Regions from separate parts of the Mus musculus genome. Here region 2 is linked to region 1. Evidence: chromatin contacts called from public promoter capture Hi-C data. All regions are on one chromosome and are shown on one strand. The core of a region is the stretch at or near the end of the contact, and the rest is flanking DNA. Distances in the headings are between cores, read along the strand shown. Region 1 holds the start of 2700069I18Rik (RIKEN cDNA 2700069I18 gene). Region 2 has its middle 68 kb from the start of Pkia.

Region 1 (7,506 bases), core at 1,736-4,235:
AGACACAGTCTTTTATTTCAACCTTCCCCTCATTTCTACTTTGTATTTTCCAATCAGTATACATATTTTCAGATGTAACTGTGATTCTCCAAGAGAGTCCAAAGCCACATTGCTCCTGCTAGGTGTTAGAAAGTAAACATATAGCAGAAAGGAAGGAGACCCCACTTAGTAGAAACCAGCTAATCATTTAGTCAGAAACCTCAATGATAGCTATGAGATCAGTGCACGCAAATGACAACATTTGATTATTACTGTGAGACACAATAATTTCTAAAAGAACTTCTTAGGAAAATGTTGCTACATGAAAACTCTCTTCCTCCAAATACTTTCACACAAGGCTAATTTATGCATAGTGTTTTAGAAAATCAACACAGTCCACAAGAATGCTGAACAAATCACTACTAAGAAAGGGACATCAATTGATTTTGAAATAAATCAATGTGATTAACATAATATTTTTAAAGCAGCAGAATGTATATATCATGCCCAAATACATATATATGTATATATATATTTCCAATATATCTTAGCTCTTAATCAAATGAGGGCCTTACACTACTGACCCTGGCTCCACACTGCCTCAGAACTTCTGTAGGGCACCTTTAGTCGTTATAACAAAAACCCTAAAATGGTCTGTGAAACAAGACTACGACAAGCCATTCTGCAGTGAAAGGTTTTAAATCATACAGCCTCTTCTAATAGACTTGAGACTTATTGAGGTAGAAACCATAAAAAATGAAGAAGGGAAATTTAATCCCTGAAATATTGATTTGCACATTAATATCATATAGGCAGAGGGCAATTTGGCTTCGTGGAAATGACACATTGTCGACCCTTGGTGAAGTCAGAGCCAATCTAACTGCTGAACATGTCTGAACCTCAAGAGTTATTAAGGGCTTCCCTTCTTGCCTTTATGACTTTTCTTCAGCCTACCAATGCAATCTTAAATGTATTATCTTTAAGAAATAATTGTAAAACCTCAGGGGTTTTCCAGTTAATGGAAGGGAGACCAAACCACATCAGATTCTGAAATGCAACATTAAACCCTTGCAATCAACAAAACCACCTCAATTCTCATCCATCCAATGCTGGATCTAATATTGTTATTATAGATAATCAGATTTCATTGTGTAAATTTAGGCTCATGGTCAGAATGGAAGCAGTAAATTCTTCAATATTAAACAGCAATTTTCTCAGTCTCCTTTCTGTTTCCCCTTGCTGTTGCAGCACCTTTAAAATAATCCAACTAGCTCACAATTAATGAAGAGTTGCACTACTCCTGCCAAAAGCTGCAAAACACTGCAATAGAGCCGAATGTGTTGTCTTGTTTTTATTAAGTTAGAAACTTTCACTTCCCAGATCCAGAGCTACTGTCTCTGCCTTATCCCATAGTGGGTGCTGCTGCTGTGACTTACACAGCCAGTTCACCTGACCTTCCTTTGTTCCTTGGGTACATTTCACTTTTCGATTTATGGTGCAACCCTCATATTTCATTGACCCTATCTCCATTGCTATAAAAAAGGAAAACACTCCAATAAGAGTTTACTTTTTAAATACATGAGCAGCCAGCTATTGAATAAACACACAGCGATGCTCTCTGCAGTTTATGCCATAAATATTAAAACCATTAAAAACAACTGTTTGACCCTTATGATCCATACACTGAAGCCAGGTGCAAGAGGTTAAAACAGCTGGCTAGCCATCTTTTATTTTTTTGTGTTCCTTCCTGCTGCTTGAAACCACAGCCCTTGAACAATATCAAACATTCCCTTAAGGATTTACTTTTTATTTTATTTTATTTTTAATTTGGAAAAAAATCTTCTATTTATTTAATGTGCTTCTTAGTGGAGAAGGAAAACTCTAAAATAGTAACAGATGCAGTGAAATAATCCCCAAATTTCCTTTATGCGTTATTAAAACCCATCCTTTTCAACAAATGTTATACACATTATTCTTTTTATTCTTCATTTAGAAAAGAGAAAATAGCAAAAAGCGAAAGAAAGGAAGAAAGGAAGAAAGGAAGAAAGGAAGGAAGGAAGGAAGGAAGAAAGAAGTCTGAGCTTGCTCCGTCAGTTTTGTCAGTAAACACAAGGTAAAGCAAGTGTGGATGGCAGCAAGTGTTACATACCCGGGCTGTGTTTTTGCTTTGCTCTCAATGGAAGCGATCGATGCCCATGTCACTGTCGCGTCCCAATCGCAGCCAAGTCTCAGCCTTAATCTAAGCACCAACCGAAAAGGCAGCGGCAGCCTCAGCCTCTCCCTGACTCTTCCAAACATTCACCCAACTAAAAATATAATACTACATATGAGGTCTAACCACTCCACGTGTATAGGGATCACGCCACTGAAAATCCAGGAGAAGAAAATTATAAAAAGAGAAAGAAAGAAAGAAAGAAAGAAAGAAAGAAAGAAAGAAAGAAAGAAAGAAAGAAAGAAAGGGAGGGAGGGAGGGAAATGGAAAGGGAAAGGGAAGGAAAGGAAAAAGGGGGAAAAAAACGAAAAAATTAAACCCCTCCTGTTTCCAGTCTCCTCTCTCTCTTCCTCTCTCCTCTCTCTGTCCCGTGTGTGTGTGTCTCTCTCTCTCTCTCTCTCCTTTTGCCATCTACATGATCCTTGATTAAACATGGAACAGAGTTAATAAAGGGTTGGGGGGGGGGTGCTCAAGGAGAGGAAATGCAACTGTCAGAAATCACCAACGCTAGATTTCTTGGTGAACCTGCCTCTGTCTGAGTCAGTGTCAATACACCATCTTCGTCCACTGAACTTGTCTTTGGGTTTTTGTTTGGTGCTGGTGGGGGATGTTGTTCTGTGTGTGCTTTTTGGGGGAGGGGGAAAGTGAAGGCAAGGTTGGGGCTAGAGGTGGGGGGAGTGGGGCGAATGTGTGTTCTGTGAGTGTTGACTGTGAGTGTGTGTGTGTGTGTGTGTGTGTGTGTGTGTGTGTGTTTGGGGGGGGGGTGTCCATGTTTGTGATCTGAACCTTTGGTACCTACAAAGAGGGTGTCTCACCGAAAGGTAGCTAAAACCTCTCCAGAACGGCGCACGGAACTGTGGAGACACAGCGGAAGGCTCCTCTGGAGCCTCATATCTGGGCCGAACCCTAGACCCAGCGCTTCAAGGAGCCCCTCGCTTGGATCACAGGTAACAAAAGAAATAACCAATGCATGGTCTTCTGGGAGAGGGGGCAAGATGGGGGAACATTCCGGAACTTGGCCATCACTGAGGAACTTTTATACAATTATAGAAAAATTTTATTTTATTTTTTCTGATAGAAAAGAGCAAAAGGAATGGAAAGGGACGGAGGGAGGGAGGGGGAAAGAGAGAGAGAGGAAAAAAAGAGAAGAGAAGAGAAGAGAAGAGAAGAGAAGAGAAGAGAAGAGAAGAGAAGAGAAGAGAAGAGAAGAGAAGGGAAGGGAAGGGAAGGGAAGGGAAGGGAAGGGAAGGGAAGGGAAGGGAAGGGAAGGGAAGGGAAAGGAAAGGAGAGAAGAGGGAAGGGGAGGGGAGGGAGAGGAGAGGAGAGGAGAGGAGAGGAGAAGAGAAGAGAAGAGAAGAGAAGAGAAGAGAAGAAAAGAAAAGAAAAGAAAAGAAAAGAAAAGAAAAGAAAAGAAAAGAAAAGAAAAGGAAAAGGAAAAGGAAAAGAAGCGAGACCAGGCTCACTCCAGCCCCTGGTAGCCTAACTGATCATATCAGGTCAGAAGGCATGCTTGGTGCCAGCTGAAGCTGAGGAGGTGAAGTTCATTTGCAGACATGGAACCCTGTAGTGAGTGTGTGTGTGTGTGTGTGTGTGTGTGTGTGTGTGTGTAAAATGCATCAATTCCCACAGTCAGCCACATCTCCTTTACACACACACACACACACACACACACACACACACACACACACACACCCTTGCCCTTTACCAAAAAAGAAAGCAAAGGCTCTTGATCTCCAGCCGCGGGTGTCCTCTTAGTGTGGCGATCAATCCCCAAACCCCGGGGCGAGCTGCCTCCACTCCCAGGTCTGCGGACATAGGCCGGGAGATCCCGCCTCCTAACGGACCTACCAGGTCCGCAGCGCCCGTGCAGCCAAGAGCCGCCAGGGCCTGCCGCTGCCGGCCGCGCTCCGCAGACCGGTGTCTACCTGCAGCCAAGCCCCGCGCTCGCCCATCCTCCCGGGCCCGGCGCCTCGCGCGCACCAGCCCTGGCCTGCCACAGCCCCGCGCAGTGAGTGCCCTTCGGGAACTTGAGAAAGGGTGGAGAAGGGAAAAGGAAGATGAAAAGGAAACCGAGAAGAGTACAGGGGAGGATCAAGGGAGAGGAGAGGAGAGGGGGGCTGCGAGCCCCACCGACCACTGTCCAAACTTTCGGAGAATGTGTGCAGAGGAAACATCATCTCGATGGGGTGCAGGGACGCGGAGCGAGCGAGGACCCCAGATAATGTCCGAGCCGCTGCCGAAATGACAGCTTCGCCGGATCACCAGAGTGTCTCCGGCTCCCGAGGAAAGCAGAACCCGAAAAGACTGAGAAAAAGACAGAAAACTGCTCGGCCGAAAGTCACTTAATACAAAAGTTAAATCTTGAAAAGCATGCCTCCCCCCCACCTCCAGCCCCAATCCCCCCTCCGCCTGTGCCTTCTCCCTCCCTCAGCAGAGCAAATCTTTGAGCCAAAAAAAAAACGGGGGAAAGAGATGGAAAAGGGGGGCAGAGCGGAAGAGGTGGTCGGGATGAGGGTACGTGTGCTAGGGCGAGCGGTAGCAAGCGATCTAGGGGTAGAGAGGCGGAGAGGGAGAGGGAGAGAGAGTGAGCGAAATATCAAAGATTGTGCAAGATCAGGCTGGAAAGATAATCGATACTCGACCTAAATTTAACACAAACTACTCAATAAAAGTTAAAGAAAAAACTTACTTTCCATTTCCCTGCAGTTCCTACTCGATCTTCGCCTCTTTTTTGTTTTGCTTTTATTTTACGTACAGCTGATCACATCCAAGTAAAACGAGAGGGTTCATTAAAAAGAATAAAAAATAAAAAAATAATCCTCGAACTTTATTGGGTGAAAATAAAAACGCTGGAGCAAAAAGTGGGGAGCACGGAGCGGTCCTCGGGGTTCCGGGAGGAGTTAAAGCATGTGCCGACCGCGGTCTCGCTGTTTGCTTGTGAAGGGGTTGGGAAAAGGAGGAAAGGAAATGAAAATCCGATATGTCTTTATTCTGCTAATTATTATCGTTTTAGCCCTGTTTAAAAAAAATGGCTGATTAAGTTGAGTGCGCATGTCTTTGTGTGTCTATTCCCGATATGCACTCTGGGAATGAGAGAGGAGAGCGAGGGAGAGGGGGAGGGAGGGGGGAGAGGTGTAATTAGTGAGGTGATCAACATTCCCCAGACTGCAAATGACGCGCAGCCAGGACTCAAAGCAGCCTGGGAGCCTCGCGACTTCCAGGGCTCCTAGCGTTGCGGCTGGAGCCCTGGACGAGGCGACTAAGGAGACGGAGGATGGGGACCTCCGGGGCTCGCACCCCATGCGCCCCTGCGCACAACTCTCAAACTTCATTAGACACACACGAACACACTCTCACACAGAGACAGCAAAGAGAAGAATATAAAAGCACAACTCATTCCTAAGAAATGCCTTTTTAGAGTTCTAGATTAAAAAAAAAAAAAACAAAAACAAAAACAAAAAAAAAAAAAACCCAGGCAAAATAATTACTCTCACACCAAAGATATGTTTACCAGGGAGCTTTAAGGAGAAATACAAGTCAAGGTAATTAAGAGCTTTTCTCTGGGTTGGTTTATTCTACTACGCACTCAGAAGTACTTTAACAGCTAAATACTAAGGCCTGAGCAAATATGCAGATGTATGTAAATAAAGAGTGCCAGTCAGTGTGAGCAAACAACACCCAGTTCAACCTCTTTCAAAGGAGAGATTTCTCTCTGGATCCTCAGGCATTCTATTTAAAACTATATCTTGCACTTGCATTTACGCTAGAGAAAACCTACAAGGGAGGTGGAAGTGGTTAGTTTAGTCAAAGTAAACTTCCAAATGAGAGTAAGTTCGGGTTGTAAGAGTGATACTAGGGTACAGCCTAGATTTTATGTAATATTCTTGAATATTTTATCAGAATCGCATAAGTTGAATGTAATGGTTTAAAAGGACTTATGGAAGAAAAGCTTTCATCTTTCTAGACTGTTCAGTTATCTTTCTGGAAGCACATTATGATGAATTTTAAAACCCCAATACAGATCTCATTAGAGTGAAATATATTTGGTATTTTCTGGTGCAAAATTTAAGGTGCCTGATTCTCATTTGAAAATCTAATTATCTCTTTCCAATATTACAGATGTGAATATGAGTGACACTTTCATTAAAAGATAATTAACTAACACTCGGAATAGACATACTTTTAAATACCCCCTACTGAATGTGGGATATATATATATATATATATATATATATATATATATATATATATAATATATCTGTATATATATATATATGAATTGCATCTTGATACACTACTACACAAGAGGTCATAAGTAGACACCATCTATGTAATATTTTAAAACCTGGAATCATATAATGAAAATAAGAGTAACCAATCAAATGAGCTGCAAACAGGAAACACCAGTGCTGCCCAGCTTCCTGAGCAGGTGAGGCACCAGCCACTTCTGAGCTGACAGGCCTTTGAAGTTTTGGATTGCCAGGATCTGCTTCAAAACCTTGTTTTAGTCCTTAAAAACCAAAGGTACCAAACAAGGTTTATAGCAACAGCAAGATTTGTAGCACATCACTGAGAGTTCAGAGACAGTAAATATGTCTTCCTGGGTCTAATACCCTTGTCCTATCAGTGTATACGCCTTACATCCTAGGACAAATGCAAATAGAACAAAACATCTGTGTGGATAAAATTATACTCCTCCCTGCAAGATCAGACCTAGGCCCATATCTGAAAAGCTGCTTGCATTCAGCAACTAGCTAACTTTACAATGAAAATTCAAAGCAGAGAATAAAACCTAGATGTGGTCTTTGGTAAGAGGAAAAGGCAATGCCATCTTAGAAATCTGGAGTGGCTACATGAAGCCGTGTTTTAGAAACCAAAGCCACTAAATGGCAACAGAAAAGCAAATTCTGTCTCAAGAGACTCCTATTTCCAACATCTTTGGGAAGAAATCTGTTCACAGTGAAAGAGTTTCTAAGATTTTAAAGTTATTTTGTTTATAGTCGCCCTACCTTCACACAGCAACTTCACCAGGAACCCTCCCATTGCACCTTAGTAGGGTTAAGAAACATGTTGCACACTGGGGGCGGGGGCGGGGGCGGGGGGGGCTGGGGGGGGGAGAGGATGTTTACAGAAAAACACCCTAGATAAAGCCATAATAATAACAAACTATCTGAGGTGTCTGCCTGGAGAAAAGGGGTGGACTTTTCACGAGACTAAGGGGAAATGAAAGCAGGGGAAACTTTCAAGTTGAAATCAGCAAAAATCAAGCCTTTTGCTGGAAAGAGCTCAGTGTACAAGCTTGCTGATGGAAAAAC
Region 2 (7,506 bases), core at 2,324-4,823, 2.1 Mb before region 1:
CTTCACCCATGAGGCTTGCTTGCAGCAATTAAGATCTGGCCATAGATTAATTAACATCCTGGCCTTTTGATGCACCTGCCACAAGCAAAACAAAATCTCCCCAGGTGTGGCTTGGCATGATTGAGAGGTAGTCAGTGATAAGACTCCCTGGGCATGTCACCAACCTAAGACAGGGATCAAACCAATGCTGTTTGTCTCCCAAAGACGGGTAAGGGGCATGGTTGCGAGGGGCTATCTACAGACATTCTCTCTGCCAAAAAAGAAAAAAGGGGGAATTGTGGGGAGCGGGTGTGGCGGCAGTCCTAAAGGCGCCAGGGACTGCAGCTAAGTCATATGACTTGCACCTGACTTCCTCATATAAGACACAAACATCTTGAGTGCTGCGCATGTGTACCAGGATACAGGTGAATCCAATTTGGTGGAGATTTGCCCCTGCTGCCCTGATTAGCTGAAGCTGCGTGCCTGGTGAGGTGGCGTGGCCTGCGGTGCGTGGATGAGAGAGAGTATAAAAGGAGTGAGAGGCCCAGGGTTCGGTGGAGATATAAACAAGGGAGATATAAACAAGGGAGATATAAAAACAAGGGAGATATAAAAACAAGGGAGATATAAAAACAAGGGAAATATAAAAACAAGGGAGATATAAACAAGAGAGATATAAACAAGGGAGATATAAACAAGAAGAAACAGGACTGAATAAATGTGTGCAGAAGGATCCTGTAGCAGCGTCGTTCTTCCTGGCCTGTTGAGCGCGCGCAACAAACTTTTCTAAAAATACAAATACATGAATTATTCTGAATATTTACTTAAATTTAGAATTACATGATCATCAATTATTGCTGTATAAACTACGGCATACAAAGTTCTGTTGTTTGTAGTGAGCACGTAGGTTGATTCCATATGAGGAATGTAATAAATCTGAAAAAATGTGGATGTATTGATTCATATTTTCATTTCCATGGTTAGACTCTAGTATGTTTACAAGCTTACAATGATGTCAATTGGAGAAAAATCTATAACTACACAAGACTTACATATTTATAATTATCTAGTCCTATGATATAGCTTCATTCTTTTTATGTTTTTCAATTACTGGTGAGTGGAAAATTTTCCAAGATTTCATTAAATCAAATCATACTATTTTAGAAGCTGATAACACATGTGTTTTCTCTAGTACACTTAAGTGGGTTAGCTTGTAAATGAGCAAGATCATAAAAACCAATTTGAAAATCAAATGAAATACTGTTATCCATCAAGTTGAAGGTTGTAATTTTCCAATGAAGAAACTGAAGTTCAAGGAAGCTTGCTTCTTACGGAATCTGGTGATTGGTGTGGACTAGAATCTACATATAACTGTCAAATATGGTTTTTGGTTTTGTTTTCTGGCTTACACAATTATTTTTTTTTCAAAAAAATTAAGCTGGTTTGTGTCTACCAGGTTAAAAAAAGGAGTTCAAAAATTTAGAGATATATTGTTTATCTGTGTGGTCTGCTAAGTGTATAGATTCTTTTATCTGTCCTAGATTTACTTTCTTATTCAAAGTTGGAAAACATTAAAATATTGTGTGTTGTTTTTATAAAGCAGTTCCTTAATCTTTAACAAGAGTAAAAATATAACATAAATTTTCATTAATATATATAATTATTAGCAGTTCATATATGTTTATATTAAATGTCTCAATAAGTATTATTTAATTAAATTCATCAAGTAAGTTTATTTACAGTTAAATATATGTGTGTATACACAATACATACATATATCTACATCTATAAATATATGGATGCTTAAAAATGCACACATATACATGCATATATGAAACCTCTATTATTAAAAACATAACATGTATAAAGTATTTAGGCATTTACTTAATTCAGTGCCTTCAAAAGAATATCTGGCCTACAGTAAGCATTACCTCAGAGTTTCATTTTGCTATAATGATGTAGTGTGCAATCTAACAAACTAGATTTGGAATCCATAAAGGATAATAAAAAATCATAGGCCTATTTTACTTCAAAAATAGAAATTTCTTTTGTGTACAAAGTAATAAAAAAATCTCTACTACGGCTTCAACATTTCTGAAACCATTACATCTACTGGACAGTAAATAATATATAGTAAATGAGTGGTATGGAAAATCAGGCTTGTGGAAGTTTAAAGAAGGAAAGATTGTTTCCAGATGAAACGGTCAAAGAATGTTTTACAAGAAAGCAGGATTTGAACTGCACTTTGAAAAATGGGCAGGATTTGGGAAATCAGAACAAGGAAGGCTGGGCATGAGGTATTATAACAGGAGGAAAGTGTAAAGAAGGCTTAGCATGTACTTCTTTCTTCTTGGGCTTGATGAGAAGAGATGAACATATTCAAACATGAAACATAAAAAGAAATAACCTTCTTAATCCCTTTCTTTGGCTTTGGAACACCCCCCCCCCATCATCACTCAATAATCTTCAAATAAGACTTGCTGGACAACTCTCATTTTTAGTTATGAATTCTCACCTAAAGCTATATTCATTTCTATTACTTTGAATATAATACATCTCCATAATGGGGTAACTTTCCTTATTGTTTTGTAAAATGAAATCAAGTGCATTACTCTGTAATGTGGGTGTTGCATTGTTTGGTACAACCAGGTTTCCATAGATAGCCAACCAGTCAGCTCTGTATTCTTTTCTATCAGAGTAGAGAAAAAAGTATTTTTCCTTTGCAAGAAAATAAAATTGAAACACAGTTAGGCATCAGAAGACAAAGAGACTATTGTGTTTAATTGACTTCATGGAAGAAGTGATTGGGGAGATGTGTCTCCATGGAAACAAAGCTCAAAATCCAGCAACCCAGAACTTCAGGACCACTAGCAACTTAACCAACATAGGACACTTGCACACACTTACCTTGACTAGTGAAAACGGATATAGTAACCTAATCATTATTAATGTGTATAAATATAAATGAAATTAAGAATGCACTGTTGAAAAGGGGCCCTCTAATGTATGTATACTCAAATCAAAAATAAGAAATAGATTATTGCACCATATGGGACTCTTATTAGTCCTTGTAATCAAGCATTAACTTAGCTTTTCAGCTTGAAATATAGTATAGCTGCAAGACTATATCCTGTTTATGGTAGAAGTATCAGAACAGATTCTCTAAACTGATTATTTAAACAGATGAAAGTATCTTATTTTCTATCTTGTTTGGTAAAAGTTCTTTTGAAAATCACTAACAAAATGTTTGTATTACTATATGAGACTACTGCTTTAGCAAATAGCCGATATGAAGAAAATCAGTTATATTTTATTGTCTGTAAATAATGTCTCATTTGCTAATATGCACCAGTTCAATCTACATTTGTGGCACATGAAAAACATCATGTGATTGTTGTACTAAAGAGTTACTTAGATGTGACTAAGGCCCAGAGATTCAGCTGGACAGCCTGCAAAGTTTGTGGCTCCATTTTGCACCTTAAAACTTGCATTTGCACCTGCAAAGGCTGAAATGGATTGCAAGTCAGCACATGTGCATCCCATTACTCATTTCTTATGAGCAGATGTGGGTGATGTGAGCAAAGAACGAGATGCATCTCTAATTGAGAAAACCTGTGGAAAAGTTGCCCCTAAGCTCCCAGGGAACTGGCTTAGAACACCATGATTTGGAAACTAGGAATCGAACCCAAATGTTGACCAGACAATCCAAACGTGAACAGTGCCTGTCAGAAATGAAGATTAAGGACATTAATCCTCACATTTCTTTCTTTCAGTTTCTCTATGAACAATACGGTGCCCATTAGGGTTTTTGTTTTGTGTTGTTGAGTGTTCACTGTAAAATAATGTAAACTATCAGGATTAAAGTCATGGAACACTCTGGTATTCATTTTAAGGAAGATAAATTGGTTTCCCAAATTATTTTTCCATTCTCTATTCATAGGGAAAATAATCTTAGAATTATGGACTTTGACTTTGTGTTTTCTATGTTCCTTATTTAATATTTATTTACCTTTGAAAGTTTATTTTGTAGAAGACACCCTACTAGTTGTTACCCATGAAGACATGAAGTAATCATGAATGAGGTACAGAAACTGTGTAGAAACAGAAAAGAGTATCCTTTAAGAAGTGCTGTTAGTATTTTTTGGGTATTCTAGAGATCATTTTAATGAAAATCCCACTGCCTGGAGTAAAATTTCTACTCTCTCGAATGTACTGTTAAGATCAGGAATAATATAAATATAAACAAAACATAATGTTATGACAAAGTCATAAAAATACCTATGCATAAATCATCTATTCACAAAAGCACAATATAAAATAGGTAAACTGTGACATCAAGAGACAAAAATATAGTATGAGGAAAACTTAAAGGCAAAGTTTCATGTATAGTTGATTTTCAGTTATTGTCAGCTTAATATAGATATTTTCACTTGAGAGGCTTTATATAAGACCACTGAAAGCAAAATGAGTAGCCTGTATACACAAAAAGCACATTTTATAAATTATCAGTCAAAAAGAGAGCAGCACAAGACAAAACAATCAAGAAAATGTTAAAAGCAGAGCATATTTGTTAATAATTACGTTCATGTAAATAATTCACACAAAGTAGACCAAATAGATTCCACTACGTGCTGCCTAAAAGAGGCTCATTTTATCTTAAGAAACATACAAGGGTAGGGGTGAAGAAATGGTAAAGGTAAATGCTGAAGAAAATGGAGTAGATTTAAGAGTGTCATATCAGATAACATAGGCTGTAGGTAAAAACTGTGATAAGAGATAAAGAGGTTCTTCTTATGTTATAATATAAAGGGGAAAATTAAGAGCATATGAGCAAACCAATATGTATGTGTTCCCCACACCAGAGCTCATAGATGTATGAAGCAAATGACAATAGATTTGAGGAGAGAAGTAGCAATAGAATAATTTGAGAGAATGTCAGTGCTCTGTTTTTTCTTTTTAAATGGATAGTTCATCCAAGCAGAAAACGTACAGACATCACCAGATTCAACATCACTACACACCAAGTATACTAATGATATGAACACACCAAGCTAAGAGAAGAGGGATAGTCAGAATATACATCAAGTTTGTATACATAGAATATTCTAAGGTAAATTATTCATTCTAGGGAAATAGTTACACACACAAAACAAAAGCAATTCAAAAATACTGAAAGATTAAGTCTATCACAACACTACAATGATATGAATCTTGAAATTGATAACAGAAAGAAAATAAATGGTCACAATTATATTTAAAATAACAAAATTGTACCTAAAAATGAGGAAAGTTAAAAGTGAATTGAGGTTGAATACAAACATAATCTCCACACATACAACTGGAACTGAGAGAAGATGGCTATGGTGTTGCACACCTACACAAACAGGAAATAAAATCATCACATTATGACTGGCTTTGTATCACACAGGAACAGAAAAATACTAACAAATCAAGCCTACATTTGTAATAAATTAATTATAAAAATTCACAGGAGCTTAATGTAGATCAGGACGACTATATAGGAATAATCAAGGATGCTACTAGTTGCTGTTTTGAAAATATAAGGTTGACAAGACCTTACATAGACTATAATAATGAGAGAAGCCAAAATCAGAAATAAAATGGAGATGGAGATATCGCAATTTATATCTCAGAGATAGAAAGATCATACAAGATTACAACAAACAAATATGTAAAATTAATCAGATAAGCTGAGGAAATTAATACATTATTAGAAACTTGGATATATACCCAGGAGTGGTATAGCTGGGTCTTGAGGCAGAACTAGTCTCAGTTTTCTGAGAAACCACCAAATTGATTCCCAAAGTGTTGTACACATTTTCACTCCCAGCAGTGAGGAAAGAGTATTGTCCTTGCTTCACATCCTTGCCAGCATGTGCTTTCTTGAGATTTTAACCTTAGCCATTCTGATGGGTATAATATGGAACCTCAGAGTTGTTTTGATTTGCATTTTCCTGATGAGTAAGGACTTTGAACAGTTCTTTAAGTGCTTCTTGGCCATCCAAGATTCCTCTGTTGAGAATTATCTGTTTAACTCTGTATCCCATTTTTAAATTGGGTTCTTTTTTTTTTGAGTCTAACTTCTTGAGCTCTTTATATATTTTGGATATTAGCCCTCTATTGAATGTAGGGTTAATGAAGATCTTTTCCCACTCTGTAGGTTGCTGTTTTGTCCTATTGACAGTGTCCTTTGTCTTACAGAAGCTCTGCAGTTTCATGAAGTCCCATTTATCAATTGTTGATCTTAGCCTGAGCTATTGGTGTTCTTTCAGGAAGTTTTCTCTTATGAATTCAAGGATATTTCCAACTTTCTCCTCTATGAGATTAGTGTATCAAGTTTTATTTTGAGGCCTTTGAACCACTTGGACTCGAGTTTTATGCAGGGTGATAAATATGGATCTATTTGGATTATTAGAGCAGCACCATTTGTTGAAGATGCTTTCTTTTTTCCATTGTATAGGTTTGGTTTCATTATCAAATATCAAGGGCTCATATGAATGTGGGTTTATTTCTGCGTCTTTGATTTGATTTTATTATTAACATCGCAGTAAATTGAGTTCAAAAGCACATTAAAATGTTATATACCATTATGAAATTTTATTTACATTTGTATGCTAATTTTTAATTGCAATTCAATTTGTGTTGTAATTAATTAATTGGAGAATTCACATAATAATTGCCATGTGACAAGTATATAGTTATCAGCATACTCAATGGTAAAATCAAAAGGATTTCCCCTAAAGGTATGAGCTCACTCATAGCATTTATGCCCAATATTATACTGCAAAGACTGCACAGAAAGATTACTTGCTACCAATATTCTACTAGAGGCATCATTTGTGTCTTTGGGTCATAACTCAAAACCCTACAGTACAGAATCATTTCTCAGGAATCAAATGAATCTTTTATAATCATGAAGAGACTATTCATGCTACTAAGATACATTTAATATAGAAACTCAGTGGCTAGTTTTTTTAAAGTAAGTTGGCTAAGCCTTTAAAAGCATTTTTGAACAATCATAGATATTTAGTATATTATCGGATCTTAATAGATCTTAATTATCTTTGCACAGTGCATGTATTCAAGACTTTTCCTTAAGTTGATGGCATCACTGGGATGACATTGAATTCAAAGAGGGTGAAGACAGTTGGAGTAAGTTCTACCACTACTCAGGGCCTCTGGGGCAATCTGTCCTCGGCTTTTTGGCCAGCAGCAAATTAAAAGCATTGCTATGCTATATGCTCCTTACGGTAAAGTCCTCCATCTCCACACACCCAGAGCAAAGGAACCAAGAGAACATCGACTTCTGAAACCTTCAGCTCAAATACATCTTTCCCTTTAGAACTCAATTTTTAATCAGCAACAGGGTTTTCAGTGATGGGAAAGTAATAGATACTAATAAGTAAATAAGTGAATGAATGAATGAATGAATGAATAAATAAATGAATAAATAAATAAATAAATAAATAAAGTTAGAACAAGCTGGGTCCAAATTAATCAGAGACG

What was found. Promoter capture Hi-C pulls out the DNA fragments that hold promoters and counts their contacts.
Region 2: a promoter capture Hi-C map of second pharyngeal arch cranial neural crest shows a contact between it and region 1, with 4 times the contacts expected there. The contact joins the enhancer-like site here to the promoter of 2700069I18Rik in region 1. A contact is called at or near these places in 7 of 39 promoter capture datasets (the 3T3-L1 cell line, cranial neural crest, frontonasal cranial neural crest and 4 more), 1 of 15 datasets of contacts at CTCF or cohesin (the NIH/3T3 cell line), 3 of 115 datasets of contacts at active chromatin or transcription factors (the NIH/3T3 cell line, astrocytes and embryonic limb bud) and 2 of 9 other capture datasets (embryonic tail and embryonic trunk).

The regions. Positions count from the first base shown.
Region 1 is chr3:5,216,302-5,223,807 of GRCm38.p6, reverse strand. 2700069I18Rik (RIKEN cDNA 2700069I18 gene) reads left to right here and starts at 2,985. Exons shown (of 3, transcript NR_045905.2): 1 at 2,985-3,138. It overlaps Zfhx4 (zinc finger homeodomain 4), which reads right to left and starts at 5,254. Exons shown (of 11, transcript NM_030708.2): 1 at 4,881-5,254.
Region 2 is chr3:7,294,743-7,302,248 of GRCm38.p6, reverse strand. No RefSeq gene overlaps it. Among named protein-coding and RNA genes, the nearest start is that of Pkia, 68 kb to the left of the region's middle. Within about 2 kb of position 3,573, at least 2 of the 459 cell types and tissues checked have an H3K27ac peak or open chromatin away from gene starts, as enhancers often do. A contact at or near this core is called in second pharyngeal arch cranial neural crest, where this site is marked.